Linked DNA regions of Mus musculus: region 1 is linked to region 2. Evidence: chromatin contacts called from public HiChIP or PLAC-seq data. All regions are on one chromosome and are shown on one strand. The core of a region is the stretch at or near the end of the contact, and the rest is flanking DNA. Distances in the headings are between cores, read along the strand shown. Region 1 holds the start of Runx2os3 (a long non-coding RNA gene). Region 2 has its middle 34 kb from the start of Runx2os3.

Region 1 (2,700 bases), core at 198-2,697, 34 kb before region 2:
GCCGCTAGAGGAGAGTTCTCACCCACCATGGCTGCCCATAGATCTAAATGTTTCACAGGAGACGCAATTAAACAGTAATGAGACCCCAATTCACCAAAGCATCGTATTTTCTGGTGCTTTTCATCACCCACTCTGCCCGGCAATTTAATGATGAGTTTAGGATATGATCTCTTCCCATAGGCACGGCTCCCACCTCTGCTATTTTTATTGTACTTGGGTCCTGGAATTTAGATGGCCTAAGTGTCTGAAAAGAGCATAGGCGAGGCTTTTCTAACCAAGCTACTAGTTGCTTTCTGCATAAACCTTGGCTTTGCTGTGACACAAAGCTGTTGGATAGAAGTCTTTAGGAAGGAGCCTGTCCATCATTTGATGGCAGTGCGCCTTCAAGATGGTCCCTGTGATATAACCCCAAGGAAGGACCCCAAATCCTGTGGGGCACAGCAGGTACTTCTTTGTTCTCTGTTTGCTCCAGAATAAATCCTGTCTTGTGTCATGAGGTACACATACCACCCCTCTCTCTGTGGGGTGTGTGTGTGTGTGTGTGTGTGTGTGTGTGTGTGTGTGTGTGTGTTAGTGTTATAGGCTAGAGGTTGACTTTGGGAGCCATTCTCAACTGCTCTGCCCCTCATTTTTATTCTTGAGATGGTGCCTCTCATTGAAATGGGGACTTATTTTGTGTGGCTGGGTGGCCAATGAGCCCTAGGGACCTGCCTAGCTCTGCATTCCTAGATCAGAGGCTCCTGATGCGTGTCACCATGCATGGCTTTTACATGACTTCTGGGGATCAGAAGTCAAGTCCCCATGAGCTTGCAGCAGACTCTTCATCAAATGAGCCCAGACTGTCCATCCTCCCAAGGTGCCTGGAGATTCCTGCAGGAGATACCATAGGTCTTGACTTAGATCTTTAGCTTTCTGGCAGACCCTTCTGAGCCCAACAGCCTTGGAACACACCTCTGCACCTCCCATCCCTTCTTCCCTTCTCAAAGTCCTTCCCTTGGGGCCCTTAAAGGCACCCTTCAGTTTATCTCCAGCTCACTGTAGGGCATCGCTGTGGGATCTGCATATCTCCCAAGTCTCATCTGTGGGATCTTTCGAGAGGCAATTCTTCCAAGGGTGAGTTTCAGGGGGAAGAAAGCTATGAGCTCTAGGGAAAGGAGCAGAGTGTCCTGTCTTTTCCTTGACACAGAGACCCCCCCAATGAATGCATGTATGTGCATATGTGTGGCTAAAAATCAGCCAGCAGCCTACTCATCCCATCTGCCTGTGAGGAATAACAATTCTGAAACAAGTCCCCCCTGGGAACACAGCATCTCACTTATCTGAGTAGAAAGATGAAGCTCCAGTATCTCTGAGGAGAGGGAGCCTGGCTTGGCTAATGGGATTGACAGCATCACTGCTATGCTGTCTAGGTTATTCAGCAGACATTTCCCATAATTGAACAATGGAATCTTCGCAAACAGAATGCCAGGCGGCAGGTCCTCTGTGACATCGAAATTCACTGTGAAGAAACTGAGATGTCATCTTAAAGTTGCACAGGTATTCTTTTAGGGTGTCCGCAAACAGCTCATTGAGAGATTTGGAGGATGGCTAGAGACAAAGGCAAGGAGAAAGCTGGTGCCCGAAGAAAGACCTGGGATTGAAAGATACTCTCAAAGTTGCAGGAAGCCGGGTCTCGAAAAATGGCTCAGGGATCAAGAGCACATACTGCTCCTATAGAGACCTGGAGTTCCCAGGAAACGTGTCAGGTTGCCCACAGCTGCCTGCATCTCTTGTATCCTGGAGTCTGACATCCTCTTCTGGATATCATGGGTACCTGCATTCATGCATATACCCACACACAGATACACATGTATAAACACATTTAAATATATTTATTTAACCATATGTGTGTGTGTGTGTGTGTGTGTGTAATTTTTAAAGAGAGGTGTAGAAACCAGAAGAGAGGGGAAATTAAAGAGAAGAACTCTGAGAATTGTACTTGTAAAGGGAAGGTAGGAAAGGGATACTGGAAATCTGCTCTCTGGCTAGTGAGTTCCGGGAAATGTTGTGTACAGAAGCTGAGGCTATGCCAATCAAGGCCTGTGACGTCACCTGCATCTATCAGTCAATCAAGGCCTGTGACGTCACCTGCATCTATCAATCAGTCTAGCCCCCACAGCCCGAGTGGATTTGCTTGATGTTGTTATATATGTTTTGGTGAACTGTCCTCTCCCGTATGAGAGACTATGTTAATCCTTCAAGTGTTTTCTCCATGGGAACACCTGATTTCCAGCAAGGAGCTGGGCACAGTAACACATGCCTGTAATTCCACTGTTGGAGGGGCTGAAGCAGATGGATTACTGTGGGTATAGAGGCTATGTTGGATAACAGTGTAGTGAGTTCTAGGTCAGCCTGGGTTATATAGAGTGAGACCTCATTTCATAAAAAATACTTATAGAGAAAAGAGTTTATACCAGTAAGAGTTTTTAAAATTCAGGTGCTTGTTAATTAATTGTTTAGTGTTTGTATGCACACACATTCGTGCGTGCAGGTGTGCAAGTGCGCTCATGTCTACTTGTGTAGAGGCTAGAAGAGGGCACCAGCTCCCACGAAGCAGGACTTATAGATGTTTGAAGGTGATTGGCTTGTTATGTGGGTGCTGGGATCTGAACCCTGGTCCCCACGATTAGACAGCAAGTACTCTTAACCACTGAGTTATCT
Region 2 (2,700 bases), core at 148-2,647:
TGGGGCCAGAAAGTCTTAATGAGCCAGGAAAATAAGAAGCAAAACCCTGGAGTTTGGAATGTGGAATGTGCTTTCCTTAGAAGCTATAGACGCTACTGAGAAGTCTGTCTCTCAGACACCAACAGGGGCCCAGAGAACCTATAAGAAGAGGAGGTTCCTTCCCTTCAGTTGGCCTCACTAGTATAAAACCAACCTTCACCTGTCAGTCATTCTGAGAGTCTTCCAGTAGCGAGTTCATCTCCAAGGTCACAGGTCAGATGGCCATAGGGCTAACTGACTCCTTGAATCTACTCATTACTTCCTGACTCCAAGATCACCTCTCCCCACACTATCAAGTACTTTCAACTCTCCAGGCAGAATCTTCTTTTCTCCTGGCCTGAAGTACTCTGGGCACATTCTTGAACCGAGTTCAAACTGACAGGATTTCCCTAAAACAAGCAACTCCCTGGATGCCCTGGGAAGCAGTGTGACTACTGGGGGGATTAACATAGCCAGAGCAACGTGGCTCTGGTCCAGGAAGAAAATGTATGTGCTTAAAAAAAAAGGCTGGCTCAGAGTCTTGGGAACCCTATAATCAGAAGCATGCTCACTCTGACAGTTTCAAAAGACCCAACACCCACCTCAGTACGGCCTGGCAAGGGTTCAGAGAAACCCACCCCCTCTTTTGTCTTTTGGATGGAATGCAAAAGCCGAAGAAGACTTCCTGCCCAGAAGGCAGAGAAGGGGCAACCCTTTGCCACTGTACCTTGACAAGGTAGGGGGACACTGAAGGCCAGCCATCCTTCATTCATCTTTGAATGTTACGGTGTCGTCATGTGTCATAAGGCACTGGGTGATAATTCGACATGGCTTCTGAGCTGGTTAAAATCTGCTATCTAATCTTCAGCCATGCTTTTGATTGGTTCTTTGTTTTGTTTTCTCCTTGGAGTGGGGGGGGGAGCTACCCACAGGTTGGAGTGTGGGTGGCTCTTGTCAGGACCGGACATGCAGGGGTGGAGCAGGAACTGAGGAGGCTAAGAGAGAAGAGACTGTCTTCTCCAAGGTCAAGGCCAGTATGCACCCAGCCAGTGGATGGGTAAAGGAAGGGTATGCAAAGATGTTTTGATGGCCAAAGCAAGCAGGATCAGAAATCCTCTTAGTTGTGTACTAGGAAATGATAGCCCAGGTTTGGTAGAAAGATCGGTGTGGCTCTAAGTGTGTGCTTAGTTCCCTTTGGGCTCTTGTTAGTTTTAGTCAGCTTGGCACAGGTCTAAGCCTTGTGGGTGCATAGCTCTCTCTTTAATAAATAAAGATTGGAGTTTGAGATCTGGAAAGAGGGAGTGTCTAACAGCTACTGACAGATACTCTCCTGTGGTCAGCATCTAATCTGTATGCCAGAGGGCTTTCTTCCTGAGAGTTGAGTTCCCAGGTCATTTTGGTGAAGGAAGATGACAAAGATGCTTGCCTATTTGGTCTGCTATGAGCCATATTTACTGTAACTGAGATGGGGATGCTCATAGAAGAATTTAAGTTACGAGTCACACTGAGTTAACTTTTTGGGGGGGGGGAGGGGCAGGGCATCTGGGATATAAATGCTCAAACATTTCCTTAGAAAACTTGATTTTTTTTTTTAAATAACAGGCCAAAATTTGAGATAAAACTAGTTTTGTTGGTTTTCCTATGGCAGTCAGCCTGTCCATGTAGACTCTAATTGAACTCTGCTTGGCTATGGGGATCCAGCATTGATCCCCACCTCTCTCTGTCTCTGTCTCTGTCTGTCTGTCTGTCTGTCTGTCTGTCTGTCTGTCTGTCTGTCTGTGTGTCTGTCTGTCTGTCTGTCTGTCTTGCCTATGACTCCAGTGATGACCAAGCATGAGTGTGGTACTGTCCTCACACCAATGGTCAATGCTGAATTAACACATCAGTGGCTATTCCCCATTCCAAACATCACAGCATGCCATCGGCCATTCAACAAATGCTTGCATGGATTTCTACTTGTCAGATCCCATATCAGGTGCTGAGGAAAAGGTCTGAGACTGTCAGGAAAGATGAGATGGACATGGATCTGAAGGATCTGAGGAGCAGCAGAGTCTGTGGGGCTTAGAAGAGGAGGAGGTGGAGGAGGAGGAGGGAAGATATTGAAGTCTCTGAAGATGTAGGACAAGGCAACCTTGACTCAGTAGGCCAAATGATGCATGGCCACATCTCACACAGCATAGATAAGAGTGATCAGCATATTTGACTCTGCGTGGACTTGAGGAAGAAAGACAATGCAGTCTTTCCTGAAAGAACATGCCCTGCCCTCTCTTGAAGTCCTTGTGATGGGGACCGGTGGGAGATGAACTTGAAGAGCCTGCCTAACTACTAGCTTGTTTCCCTGGGTTTCATCGGATGCTCAATATATTCTGGTGAATGGATGGAAGATTTTGACTTTAAGTAATACATTATAGCAGGGATGAGCAGAGACCTATGACCAAGTCTCAGAAAATATCCTAATGTACGCCTGCTGCTACTGGTTAGGGGAGGAAAACCTGAATTCATTCCTCCATGACCCTGATAACGCCACATAAATGCTGGGCACGCAGATGCCATTTGATTTTCCTCTTCTGTCACACTCTGGGTGTTGTTGTCTACAAGTAATTTAAAAAAAAAAAAGGTGCCGGTCCAAGTAACTTTAAAATGTTGGAAGTTTCTGGCAAGTTCGAATCCCTAGGGTGGGAC

The links. HiChIP or PLAC-seq counts read pairs in DNA pulled down with a chosen protein or histone mark.
Region 1: a CTCF HiChIP or PLAC-seq map of the NIH/3T3 cell line shows a contact between it and region 2, with 21 read pairs. The contact joins the promoter of Runx2os3 here to the enhancer-like site in region 2. A contact is called at or near these places in 4 of 39 promoter capture datasets (frontonasal cranial neural crest, maxillary cranial neural crest, pre-B cells and 1 more), 2 of 15 datasets of contacts at CTCF or cohesin (CD8 T cells and the NIH/3T3 cell line), 1 of 484 Hi-C or Micro-C datasets (the G1E-ER4 cell line) and 3 of 115 datasets of contacts at active chromatin or transcription factors (CD8 T cells, embryonic fibroblasts and embryonic stem cells).

Annotation. Positions count from the first base shown.
Region 1 is chr17:44,560,722-44,563,421 of GRCm38.p6, reverse strand. Runx2os3 (a long non-coding RNA gene) reads right to left here and starts at 1,447. Exons shown (of 2, transcript XR_876810.3): 1 at 1,316-1,447; 2 at 711-870. It also overlaps a transcript of Runx2 not described here.
Region 2 is chr17:44,526,633-44,529,332 of GRCm38.p6, reverse strand. It overlaps a transcript of Runx2 not described here. Among named protein-coding and RNA genes, the nearest start is that of Runx2os3, 34 kb to the left of the region's middle. Within about 2 kb of position 1,397, at least 16 of the 459 cell types and tissues checked have an H3K27ac peak or open chromatin away from gene starts, as enhancers often do. A contact at or near this core is called in the NIH/3T3 cell line and embryonic fibroblasts, where this site is marked.